Regions from separate parts of the Oryzias latipes genome. Here region 2 is linked to region 1. Evidence: chromatin contacts called from public Hi-C data. All regions are on one chromosome and are shown on one strand. The core of a region is the stretch at or near the end of the contact, and the rest is flanking DNA. Distances in the headings are between cores, read along the strand shown.

The links. A called contact is a pair of places that touch in the nucleus more often than the background predicts.
Region 2: a contact with region 1 is called in a Hi-C map of embryo, with 2.4 times the contacts expected there. The contact joins the enhancer-like site here to the promoter of myo9b in region 1. A contact is called at or near these places in 3 of 5 Hi-C or Micro-C datasets (embryo and fibroblasts).

Annotation. Positions count from the first base shown.
Region 1 is chr4:32,601,668-32,608,548 of ASM223467v1, forward strand. myo9b (unconventional myosin-IXb) reads left to right here and starts at 4,115. Exons shown (of 43, transcript XM_023954632.1): 1 at 4,115-4,604.
Region 2 is chr4:32,637,776-32,644,656 of ASM223467v1, forward strand. myo9b (unconventional myosin-IXb) reads left to right here. Exons shown (of 43, transcript XM_023954632.1): 5 at 591-685; 6 at 2,946-3,008; 7 at 5,180-5,279; 8 at 5,644-5,744; 9 at 5,974-6,103; 10 at 6,174-6,263; 11 at 6,394-6,510; 12 at 6,581-6,715. Among protein-coding and RNA genes, the nearest start is that of use1, 21 kb to the right of the region's middle. Within about 2 kb of position 3,011, at least 2 of the 8 cell types and tissues checked have an H3K27ac peak or open chromatin away from gene starts, as enhancers often do.

The DNA.
Region 1 (6,881 bases), core at 2,865-5,364:
TGTGCAGGAAGATTTCATTGAAAAATGCTGGCGTTCTTGTTGGTTAAAGGGCGACACCGCGTGGCTGTAGGGGGTATTGCAGCCCTTCGTTTGTCAGAGCAAAGTGGAGCAGAAAACAGACTTTATAAATATACACTCTTTCCAAAAATGTAGAATATCATGTAAAAATGTATTCATTTCTATAATTCCTTTTAAAAAATCCAACTTTCATAGAATTTAGATTCAGGATCCACTGTTTACAGTCATAGATTTCAAGTATGTATTTGTTAATTGTATTGTAGTAATGTGTATTTAAATTAAGGTTCCAGCTTATTAATATGAAAATATGGTGTTTGATTATTTTTCTTTTGGAAAAGTTCTGTATTTCAGACCTTGACTCGTCAGTCTGGAGCACTTGTTGCCGTGTTTCTGCATCCCAGCGTCTGCAGTCTTGAGTCGCTCTGCCTCTTTCTACGTTAAAGGTTTGTTTTTCTGGCTGCACCTTTTCTATGAAGACCATCTCTGACCACAGTTCTCTGGAAAGTTAGAGGATGGGCCTGCATCCAACTGGTTCCTGCTGGTTCTGATGGACCCGGACATTGTAGGCTCGATGTGTCTTTCTTCTGCTGCATGGAGGTTCTTTTGTTTTCATGCTCCTCCGTGTTTCTTAAACCTTGTGCTATCTTAGATGACCCCCCCCCCCCCCTTCCATTGACGTGTTCTCACTACCATGACAAAGGTGGATAAAGGTGGAAAGATTTCATGTAATCCATGGACACCAGTGAAGATCACAAATCACTGAAGAAAAAGGGTCAGAGCACTGTCTAGTGCGGGGGTGTCAAACTCATTTTCCCAGAGGGCCACATCAGCATAGCGGCTGTCCTCAAAGGGCCAGATTTGACTTATACATGTAACTAACTTGTACTGACAAATAAAAGTAACTACTCCTTAATGTGAAATAACTCATTATTTATTCATTATAACTTTTTGAAGTGACAATTACAGTTGCATAGAAACAAATGTTAGCTTGTTACTTTAGCATAAATCCTTTAACATTTGATTCTGTTAGGTTAGGTTACATGGACAGTGTTTAAGTCCTAAAGGTTAGTTGCCCAATCCGATAGTTTAAGTACAATTCCCCCTAGATATGAATAAATACACACCAATTTTTCATTTTATTTTAAGAAATTAAAAACTTTTATGCTCTTGCGGGCCACAGAAAATGACATGGAGGGCCACATTTGGCCCCCAGGCCTTGAGTTTGACACATGTGGCCTAGTGGGTCTAGATGACCCAACTCCCACTGTTAAAGTGCCTAGGATAGCACAAGGGTTAATGCATCTTCAAAAGATCTTTAACATCTGAAAAGCTCAGTCTGCTGTGAAATTCTTCTCTGCTACAGATGTTGCTGATGCGGCAGAAACTGTCTTTCAGCAGAGTTTAGCCGCTCCTTTCACACATCTGCTTCTGCTTCAGTTCATGACTGAATTCCACTTGTGGGTCATGGATGACCATAAGCACCTGTTTGCTATACCTGGTTGATCACCTGACAATTAACATACGAAATCCCGGCTTTGTGCAACTTGACCTAAAAGAACTGATGCTAGTTTGATGACAAAGGTGGAAACACGTGACATTGACTTGATTTTCATGTTTCTTTTGTTTGCTCACTTTGCATTTTGTAAAAAACATCAAACAACAGTTATTTCTGTTTTTAAAGTATTTCTTGTTGAAAGTGCTAGATTCCCGTGCACAGAACTGCATATTGAATGCACACAAATCAAATGAATTCAAATCAAGCACTTTTCATACTTATGTAACACAAAGTGCTTTACATAGTAAAAGCATTTTTTAATTTAAAAAACAAAATTCAGTTAAAAACCAGAGGCGGGTAGGAAGGTAGGGTGGATGGATGGATAGGTAATAGGGTGGAACGATTCATGTTAACAGCAATTCAATTCCCATCATAATATGTGGTTGACGATAGTATTCCTAGTCATTATTGATTCATTTTAAACTGTCCGATCCTCTGACCTAAAGTGGATCCAGATCCTCTGTCCTAAAGTGGATCCAGATCCTCTGCCCTAAAGTGGATCCAGATCCTCTGACCTAAAGTGGATCCAGATCCTCTGACCTAAAGTGGATCCAGATCCTCTGACCTAAAGTGGATCCAGATCCTCTGTCCTAAAGTGGATCCAGATCCTCTGACCTAAAGTGGATCCAGATCCTCTGACCTAAAGTGGATCCAGATCCTCTGACCTAAAGTGGATCCAGATCCTCTGACCTAAAGTGGATCCAGATCCTCTGTCCTAAAGTGGATCCAGATCCTCTGACCTAAAGTGGATCCAGATCCTCTGACCTAAAGTGGATCCAGATCCTCTGTCCTAAAGTGGATCCAGATCCTCTGACCTAAAGTGGATCCAGATCCTCTGACCTAAAGTGAATCCAGATCCTCTGACCTAAATTGGATCTAGATCCTCTGACCTAAAGTGGATCCAGATCCTCTGACCTAAAGTGGATCCAGATCCTCTGACCTAAAGTGGATCCAGATCCTCTGACCTAAAGTGGATCCAGATCCTCTGACCTAAAGTGGATCCAGATCCTCTGACTTAAAGTGGATCCAGATCCTCTGACCTAAAGTGGATCCAGATCCTCTGACCTAAAGTGGATCCAGATCCTCTGACCTAGAGTGGATCCAGATCCTCTGTCCTAAAGTGGATCCAGATCCTCTGACCTAAAGTGGATCCAGATCCTCTGACCTAAATTGGATCCAGATCCTCTGACCTAAAGTGGATCCAGATCCTCTGTCCTAAAGTGGATCCAGATCCTCTGACCTAAAGTGGATCCAGATCCTCTGTCCTAAAGTGGATCCAGATCCTCTGACCTAAAGTGGATCCAGATCCTCTGACCTAAAGTGGATCCAGATCCTCTGACCTAAAGTGGATCCAGATCCTCTGTCCTAAAGTGGATCCAGATCCTCTGACCTAAAGTGGATCCAGATCCTCTGACCTAAAGTGGATCCAGATCCTCTTCATCCAAACTTCCAGCAGTGAGACTCAGACAGAAATTCCTGCTACTGAACAGTTTTCCAGATTCTTGGATTTCTTCCAGATCATCAAGTTAATGAAATCTGTGTCCAAACCAACCAGTAAACTAGAATGAATGTCAAATCCATTCACATGTTAGTTTCCTAAAGTTCACCACTGTTGTTTTTCCACATCCAAAGAATCCAAAGGGAACATTCTTAGAACATTCTAGACACTGGATGGTCACATGACTTTATTCACAGTCTGTCCACACGTTGGACTGGAATGATGGACTGATCCGTGTTGATGACATCACACGTGTTGTCTGCTGTGATTGGTGGTTTTTTAACAATAATCCTGCTGTACCTCAGTCCAGATGGTATTTTCCCACATCGCTTATCAGTTTATCAGTTTGGTTGAATTGATTTGTAAGTTGCCTCAGACAGATCGATCTGGTTGGATCGTAGGAATGCAATTGATTAATTGATTAAGTTGATCAGTCGTCACTCTTCTAAAAAGTAAGCAAATAAAATTAATAAACAAACCTGAATAGGTGGATATAAGTCACTAAGATTGCAATAAATAGATAAAAAGATCAAATCAAATGAGTAGAAAAAAATCATGAATACATTAAAGAATTTATATCAAATAAATATATTTCGAAATTTCAGCTAGAAGCTAGATTAAAAAGGGAGGTTTTGAGCCTTACTTTAAAAACATTTATATGAAGTTAGACCAATAAATATTACTACTATTACTACTAAACGATTTAAAGGTTCTATTTATGTTTTTAAAGCTTCAATTTAGTTGGATAAATGCATATAAGCATAGAGTATTATTTAAGAACGTAATATTTACTGATTTGAAGCTATTCAACAGTACAATTATGAACCAAAAATGTTTATTGGTATGTTTTTTGTAACAGAAGGGGACGCGTCTCAGTACCGCTATGATCCTTAAGGGGCGCTGTCCTGTAACTAACGCGCCTCAGTACCGCTATGATCCTGAAGGGGCGCTGTCCTCTAACCTACGCGTCTCAGTACCGCTATGATCCTGAAGGGGCGCTGTCCTGTAACTAACGCGTCTCAGTACCGCTATGATCCTCCAGGGGGCGCTGTCCTCTAACCTACGCGTCCCAGCAACAGGGCGCCGTCATTGCTCAGAATCTGCCTTTTCCTCAACTTTTTGTCCGCCGCTGTTATTAGGACGAGCGGAAGGGAAGTAGCGGCAGGCTAGCGCCGGTTAGCCGGTGGAAGCGATTTCTGGTTGGAAACATTCAGCTGTTTTTAAAGCCGTCCTTTTTTAGTCTTTTCTTTGGAAACGACTTCGTCTGACATTTTCCCTCAACGGAAAGGATGCGAGTTCGCCCCCGGCCGCCTCGGTGTTGGCTCCAGCGACCCTCCAGCTTGACAACACCGAGCTTTGTGTGACTCTCCCGGGACTTCTTCGTTTGGGACGAGGCAGCCTTCGGTCAACGGAGGAGCGGAGACCCGGGAGACGCTCCGACCGGCTCTGAAAGCGTTTTTATATAGTTTCCAACGGTCGCGGGCAGAACCGAGGACTCCAGCAGGACAATGAGACAACGACCCGTAGAAGAAGGTATGTCGGTGAAAAAAAGCTTCTAGTTTTCTTTTCTGTAGAATTTCATAGAAATGTGCAGTTTATGCGGAAATAAGTAGCGGCATTCAGAGCCCGGTCTGCTCTAGGAAGTGGCTGAAAGTAGCTTTGCTTAGATCTTCGGGGCGATCCCGGAGGTTGTCGGTGCGATGACGGTCCAGTCTGCTGGTCAGTGACGCACGGTGGGAAGGTCCCGGTCCCGGTCCCGGTCCCGGCTGTAATCTGCACCAAACCTGGACTGTTCCTGTTGGTGTTGGGACCATAAAGGCACACAATGACCCCGTGATCTACCCCACATGGGGCAATATGTGTGTCTGGGTGCAGCTTGATGGACTGGGTTTCTCTGGTTTACCCTGATGTCATAGTTATTAAAACATCAACAGAGGAAATGAGACTTTAGTCAGTAGATGAGTAACATTTAGTAAAAAGTAAAATAAAAAAACTGGATCCTGACAGTATCTGACAGTATTTCAATGAACTATCAGGTATTTCCTCATATTCCTACAGTAATGAAGTCATGTATGGAGGTAAACACATACATTAAAATTAGTCCAGTTTGTCCAGTTGACTGTCACTTTGAGTCCCTCTCTGATCAACTTTGGATCTGGTTCCCTAATTAGGATTATACCATTTTTAGCTGAAATCATAAAAACCTGTGGTTTTCTTGGACATCATTTCTGCAGAAGGTCCTTGAAATATGCACCTCTGAGTTGCGGATGGGGCTGTTGGCACGGAGTAAGCCCACCCCTGCTTCCCGTCATCCATCTGTTTACTGTCCCACATGCTTACAGCCCCTCACACCCGAACCGTTGACTATATAAGAGAGAACTGGACCAGGCGAGTGTGACGTCATCCATAAAGCGTGCTTTCCTTCTGGCTCCAGCAAAATGAGGCCAATTCAGTCACCTTTTTTCCGCCATACGGTCGTCGCCATGTTGGAGCCAGCTGACCACTGGTTGGTCATCCACTGGTTTCTATGGCATCTACTGTCACCAAATCAGAAGAAAGCTTGTCCACACCCCTTCCACTGAAAGGTGGGGGCCAACGGGCACAGGATGCTTTTATTGAGGCATCTGATTGGTTAGCTTTTAACTTAGAAAACAAGCAATAAAAAATATGATAAAGAAGAGGATTATCAAGAACATGTTAAAGAAGTACCAGAGCATGAATGGTTATTCTGAATAACTGAGTAACAGCTGTTTATTTCTCTATAGATATGGGATTTTGGCTGTTGGGGAGGGATCGCTCAGTGCAGTTCTCATATACAGTCTATCAACCCCCACCTAGCATTGCCATAGCAATCAAAATGGTAGCAATATCAGATCCATCCATCCGTACCGTTTAGATCCAGATTCCAGCTCAGACCAGGGAAACAATGGAACTGCTTGTCTGCAGGTGGATGATCAGAATGGAGCAGAGCAGGAAGTAGGGTTGTGCCGATGGACGATACCATCGTCCATCGTGATGGGTGACTGACCTCACGATGGAGAGACACCATCGTGATGCCACGCCCCCGCCACGCTGCAAGTCCACACCATAAGCTGCAGTTACATGTGCAAAATATCTTGATGGGATCAATGGTCGGATTAGAATCCAACCGTGTAGATGGCCCAGAAAAATGTTTTCAGAATATAACAAACGTTCACATGGGTCACACTTTCACTCGACATAAATCATTCGCACATGCGCAGCAGTGTTTGAAATACCGGAAGAGGAAATGAGTTCCGCCGACCGGCTACATACATAGACATGTTTCAGCCCGGTCATATACGAGATGATCTTCTAAACGTGCTTTCATTAATGTTATGAATATTATGAAGCGCCTGTTCGCTCATCATTTTAATTTTAATCCGTGTGGTCAGTGCTTTTTCTGTTGAAGAACGGAGCCGGAAGCCAGGATTAGCAGTATGCTAACACAGGCTAACAACATTAGCTTTGGATGGACATAAATCCATGCTGGAAATCCTGCAATCTGCATCTTGGCTGAACGTAAACATGTGGGAATAACATCAGCCTTTATTTAGTCGGGACACGACTGGAAACACAAATCCACATGATTGTTTGAACGGTTTCTAAGGACTGAGCCACATTTCTGCTTTAAGCTCACACACCGCCCCAAAGCCGCTGTGTGTGCTGGCGGTCCGAGCTCTGCCCGGACACACACGTTTTGACCCGGTTCTCCTGAGTTCGGTAGCTCGTTCACCTAGAGTTGCAGGACGGATCACAGTCCTAAATCTCCCACACATATCGCACACGTAA
Region 2 (6,881 bases), core at 1,761-4,260, 35 kb after region 1:
GAGTGTACAGACACGTGTATGTGTGCGCAAACAGACGCACAGGAGAAGGTCATGAAAGCAAATGGATGTAAGCAAAGGGAGGGGGGGTGCAAAGAGAAAATGAGTTGCAGATGCCGACTTAACCACACTGACATACACAGGCACATACACGCATACAGACACACAAATGCACATCCTCTTTGCAGTTTCATCTGATGCCTGAAGCAAACCCTTCCCTCTTTAGTTCTCAGTGGCTGTAGAGATTTGTTGCTGGTAGAATCATTATCATCGTCTTCATCGTTGTTGCTGGGACTAAACCAGCTACAGGATGACTTCCTTATATGGCTTCAAAGTCGACGGTTTGCAGTCAACATTGTTTGAAAGCTGCAAGAAATTCAAACTCATTTGTTTCAGGGGACTCTGATCAAATAACTCCCATCTTTTTGTCGTATATTGTTATACCTCTATATATTTTCAACACTTGCTTTGAATTTTTGAGAAATTACAGCAATATGTTTCTAAATATAATGAGGAAAATCATCTGTATGTTGCAATCACTCTCAAAAGTTTGTTCTGTTTTCCTTCTTGTTGATGTGTTTTTGTCTTTTTAGGCCTTTGGTAACGCCAAGACTGCCCACAACAACAACTCCAGTCGATTTGGCAAATTCATTCAGGTGAACTATCTGGAGAGCGGAGTGGTCCGAGGGTGAGTCATGGTTTGCAGGTACACGTTTGTAGTTGGAATGGATGGATGCAGTGACACGTAAAGGCGCTCTGCATCTGTAGGATCTACAGGTCACATGACTCTCTGCTCATGCATCGCCCCAAGGGGGGGCGAAACCTTTAACCACTCATGTTCTTCCTTTTCTGAGCAGTCAGACTAGTTAGGAGCTGCTGTAAAGTCTGCTAAGCCTGGTCACTTCCCTGTTTGCTCTTAAGGAAAGTGTAACAATGTGTTTCTCAAAGAAATGATGGTGGAGAACATGAATGACTTTGATGGCCTTAAAGCTTGTGTGCCACCAATCCCTCATCCTCTTCTAAAGGCCCGTTCACACCGGGACGAATTTCGCGCGCGATATTTGCCGGCGTTTAACGCCTGGTGACTAAACAAAGGGCACCAATGTGAGTGTCAAAGCGTCATTTTTTAAAAACGCCTCTGGTTCGTATTTTTGGTTTGACGCACCACGTCAAAAACTAAACGACCAATGAGAATGGCGCTTTTGCACACATGTCTGGAGCTTCTGAAGTTACAGTAAAACACAACTTGGGGGCGCTCAAACACAAAACTGCCTTGCTGAGCACACATACCAGCGAAGAAGATAGACGCCAAGTAGCGTCTACACTGCCGCAAAGAAATAAGACGAAGAAGATGCACTCACTGACGGACATTCTAAAATATCCCAGAAAACGCTCGTGATACATTTTCAGCTCTTGTACCAGTCGATAAAACTCCCCATGTTCTTCTCTTCTCGTAACTATGGGATGTACCCAAAATCGGCGTCTTTTCCGGCGTCTTTCATCATCAACAGAACAATAATTTCTTCATCTCTGGAACTGGAGCTACTGGTGATTGAAATATTCATGTTTTCTTTATTATTCTGACAAGCGCGTAAATACTTGCTCTCTTCTTCTGAGTGAAAAGCGACTTTAAGAAGCGTAAAGTTGCGCAGCGCCACCTTGTGTACAGGAGTATTTCTGGTTTACATTAAGCGCCATCTAATGTCAGGGATTGAAATTGCATGTTCGCTCGGCTCATCGTCGAAAATCGCCTGGGTGTGAACACAAAAAACGTGTTGGAAAACGCTGGCGAATATTTGTCCCGGTGTGTACGGGCCTTTAGTTTCAGAATTTCTCCGGTACATCAGCGCCTAATAGAGCGTGATTATTCTAAGTGGTGCTTGGTCTCACTCAGCTGCAATTTAACCTCCATTTTGAACTTAAACTGAGTCAATGAAACGAAGACAGTCGTCAACATTCTGTGACTTACTGTCAGTGATAGATAGTGATGGCCTCAGAGTTCTGCTCTGTGAACTGAACAAAGACGGCTGGTGTCTGCAGCCTCTGCAGAGAGGACTGCTGTGCTGTTTTCCTCCTCAAACATCGTCACCTTTTATGATTCCGTCTTTGGCTTTGAGGATTAACAGCTTTTGTTTGAGATCACAGTTCTTCTCATTTGCTTATTTTAATTTAGCTTCTATTGCAGATTGAATTATTTGTGATTCTGTAAACATATGATTGTTTTTCAATGGATGACCAATTTTAGGACTAAAACCTTTAAATCTACACAGGTGTTCATTCATGTCCATCCCATCATGCTTTGCGAGGGTTAAGGGGATTCTGATGGGATGTTTTTGTTGATCTGAAATCATTTAAAGCCTTTTACACAGAAAGTACTGACCGTTTTAGACCCAGTCAAGCTGCAGGTTCAGCTTTATTTCCACTCATTTATTCACTCTTTCTCTCATTACAGCCCATAATATCACTGATTGTCTGAGCTTTCTGTCGATGTGTGAAGATTATGACTTGTGTCAGGTTCTGTGTTTGTGGCTGTGGCACCATAATTAACACTTTGCTCCAGAATGGCTCTGAATGTAAACTAGCAGTGGTTCGTGTGATGACACTTTTTATAGCGGCTTCATGAAGCCAGATCTTCTCACAGCTGAGCTTTAATCTCAGCACATTATGAAAGGCTGGTAACAGTTTAGCTGTAGAGACATCAGACTAATATAATCTGATGTATTCTTGTTTGAATTCACGACTGATATGGAAATGAGGCCTTGGTTTCTTCTGAAGTCTCAGCCGTGGAGGTCAGTAGATGACTGGCTTTATGGCCTGTGATGTGCTTCAGTAAACATCTGACCACATCTGGACCTTTTGCTGCATTTTCTGTCTGTCCCTTCGTCGTCTGCTGTCCTTCACTCGGTCGCACACATTCTGACGGTGTTTTGCTTCTCTCTGCCTTTCAGCGCTGTGGTGGAGAAGTACCTCCTGGAGAAGTCTCGCCTGGTCTCCAGAGAGAAGAACGAGAGGTGAGGAGGGGGTCTCGACCTTTCACCCACACTGAGCTTAATGAGCAAAGGGCTTCCCTCAGGAGTCTGGGATTTTCACATGTTAGGCTTTAGACTTTACAACCTCCACACACAAAAACACTGTAAGTCAGTGTTTTTCAACCAGTGGGAAATTGCCCTCATTCACTGATCTAAAAACATTTCCATCTCCAGGATTTCAGCTCTGTGTTCATCCAAACAGGCCCTGATAACACACTGAGTAGTTAGGAATAGATCATGAAATACTTTTTTCTTTGTGTTTATTTGATTCTATTAAAAATTTTTGATAAGAATGACGGTACCGCGATTTAGCCACAGCTTCAGCTGTATTAGGAAAAGTCCCGCCCCTTTAACTATCTCCACCTATCATTCTTGGAGGCTTAATCACATGTCATCAGTCTGACCAATCAGAAGTGGTTAAAGTCTTCACTTCTTTATTCTGATACCAGCTAAAGCTCTTCTTTAGCGGTGTAGCTTTCCACAGAATCCGGTGTGAGACCGTGGAACAAGAGAACAAAACAATGAGTCTGTCTGCCATCACTACATCTCCCATGATGCATTGGGTTAATGTGACAGCGTCTTAGCGCACAATGAGTCTCTCCTCGAACACATCAAACAGTTTTTAAATCTTCTAACTTAACATCTTAACATCTTTTAGAAAAAACAGCTGCAGCTTCCAGCTTTTTCTGTCACAATTATCACTAAAATGCACGTGAGATCATGGAGGGACTGCAGATCAATACAGACTGATGAGTTTCTCCTTTTCTTTTCTTTTTTTTGGATGCTTGTGTACCGCGGGATTTTTGTCAAGGTCAAAGTGTGCCGTGGCTCAGAAAAGGTTGAAAAACACTGATCTAAGTAACCTCTAGCAGCAGATGATCTTATTGAAGAAAAACCAATATAAGTTCTAGATAGTTCATGAGAGGGTTTTTCCATTTTAAGGTAAGGATTTGATATCTGTACTGAAAAACAGAACAGTAACAGGAAGTGACTTCATCGTCTGTCACCTCTGGAAGGCTGCCTCCTTTGTTTTGTTTCTGCTCTCTTTTTTCACAATATGCAAAGTGTTGTTTTAACATCAGTCACTTAGAGACTAGACTGCAAGTCTGCAGCTACTCGGATGACTAATCCGCAAACAAATATCTAGTCTTTGGTTAAAGGGAAAGACAGAAATGATGTTTGAACTGATCTTCATTTTCTGAGAGTCAAGAGACAAACGGATCTCCATTAGAACCACTTAAAGGCTCATAAAGGTGTCAGTAAATCATTTATTGTTGATTATTAATTTTTAAATGAAGTTATAATTTAATTAGTGACTGCCTTGTAGAAAAATAGTTTGAGTTTTGAGGTGGCAAACGCAGTAAAGTTCTTTGGTTTCTGACTAAAGTGGTCCATCTGCAGGAGTTTGTCTTTGTAATCACTAGCAGCTGCACATTCAGCAGGACTGCTGCTGTTTGTCAGTGATAACTGGAAACTCATTAGTCCTGTGTGTCTTTCCTACACCGTCTGCACACAGAAAACTGAAATGATCAACTCCCAGAACTGATTTTTCCTTGTATTGCCTTTTATAGCATGTTTACCTGCATTTAATTAGCAGAACTTGTTCTTGTGTATTATTAGACTCCTATAGTAGAAACACCTTGTTGGATATCATCAAACGGATCAGTTTGATTATTTATTATTTCACTCTCGTAAAAGAACTTTAAAGTCCCACTCAGTCACATTTTAATATGAAGTGTTCCCAGTGGTCCTTTAATTATGATTCTGTTGTTTTTAGGCAAAACCAAAAACCCTGTGTTGGTTTCTAGGACATAGTTTCTGCAGAGCAGCAGGAGTTCTTCAGAAATGTGCCTCCAAATTGTGGCAGAAGTAAGCCTCCACTGACATCCCATCATCCCTTTGTTTACACTCTCTCCTGCTGACTTACAGCCCCTTCCAACCCCAATATTCGAGGCATCCAGCCGGACACTCAAAAACAGTTTTAATCTTAAATATTTTTATAAATGTCCTCCATTAGAAAATGCTGCGAGAACATGTTAAAAATCCCTGATGGTTTTTTATGGTCTTTAAACCTGTGTGCAGGAAGCTTCTTACGTTGCCGTAAGTCCTTTCAATGACGTACCGAGTGTTACAAGTGTTTCATTGTTTTCCAGGAACTACCACGTGTTTTATTACCTGCTTTTGGGTGCTTCAGAGGAAGAAAGGAAAGAATTCAAATTGCTGCCACCTGAAGAATATTCCTACCTCAAGCAGGTATGATTCTGTCTCCTCTGGCCGCTCAGTATTTCGGATCATTCGCTTTGATTCATTTCGTTTGTCCTTAAGCGTCTCGACAGTGAACATCAACCTGATGAGCTGTGTAGATTTGGCCTCAGGTAGCCCTGCAGCTGATTTGGAGTGGCACTTGTATTTACGAAGGCCGCCAAGCCTCTGAATAAGCTGCTGTATAGTCCCTGGGCTTACTTCTCTCCATGTGGACAGCATACTAATAAGGCGCTCTTTGTTTGCTCGCCTCTTTTGATTCCCCACTTTTTCAGCCTTGGTTTTTTTTCTGTTCCTTTTCTTTGCCAGTGTTGGCTTTCCTGCTTTTATTTTGAAAACCTTCTAACTCTTACAGGAGAATTTCAAGATTGAGGATGAGGAAGATTTGCGTCATGATTTTGAACGGCTGCAGCAGGCGATGGAGATGGTTGGCTTCCTTTCAGCCACCAAGAAACAGTGAGTGAATCCATGAAAGTCTTGAAACAACCGTTCTGTTAAAGGTTCATCCTGAAGGAGTTTTGTCAGATTTCAAATTGCACATCAGCCTAAAAAAGAACATTATTCGAAAGAACCCTTTGTTTTATGTGTTTCTGTGAACAAGTTAATAGGAAATGAGAACCTCCTAGATTCTGCTTCACTTCTCTTGCTTTCAGGTCTTGTTAGAAATATTTTTGCTGTGTTTCAGGATCTTTTTGGTTCTTTCTGCAATCCTTTATCTGGGTAACGTGACATACCAGAGGAAGTCAAACGGCAGAGACGAAGGCTTGGAGGTGGGGCCCCCGGAGGTCCTAGCAACCCTGTCTGACCTTCTGAAGGTAACTCTTCTGGCTGTTCTGCCAGGTTGTTGTTGGGGTCGGCAGCATTCAACTGTGCGTGCTCTCATAGGTTAAAGAGGAGCTGCTGGTTGAAGCACTGACCAAGAGGAAAACGGTGACGGTCAATGACAAGCTCATCCTGTCCTACAGCCAGTCTGAGGTGGGCTTCTTTCACATCTCTGCACCAAAGATTTTCATTTCCTGGCTATAAATGTTCAGTTTGTCGTTGATGGCGTTCCATTGGTGGTAGATGATGAAGCCAGAGTTCATTCCTCTCTGTGTCCCACCAGGCCATCACAGCCAGAGACTCCATGGCCAAATCCCTGTACAGTGCCTTGTTTGACTGGATTGTCCTTCGCATTAACCATGCATTACTCAACAAAAAAGACATGGAGGAGTCTGTCCCAGTAAGACATTGGACTCACTCACACTCAGCAGTACAGAAGCCCAGTTGATGAACACTTCTCTGCTTTCCAGTGCTTGTCCATCGGTGTTCTGGACATTTTTGGCTTTGAGGACTTTCCCAACAACAGCTTTGAGCAGTTCTGCATCAACTATGCCAACGAGCAGCTGCAGTATTACTTCAACAACCATATCTTCAACCTGGAGCAGGTGAGACGCGACATCATTAGGCTTCTTGGGATAAAAACCTTTGCTGTTTTAGTTTATACTCAGCATTCACCAAAAGCTTTGATTGCATCGAATCAATGAGCTGCTACCACTGCAGTTATGCTGCAATGTTTAGTAGGCATGAACAGCCCCTTTTCAATATTTCTAT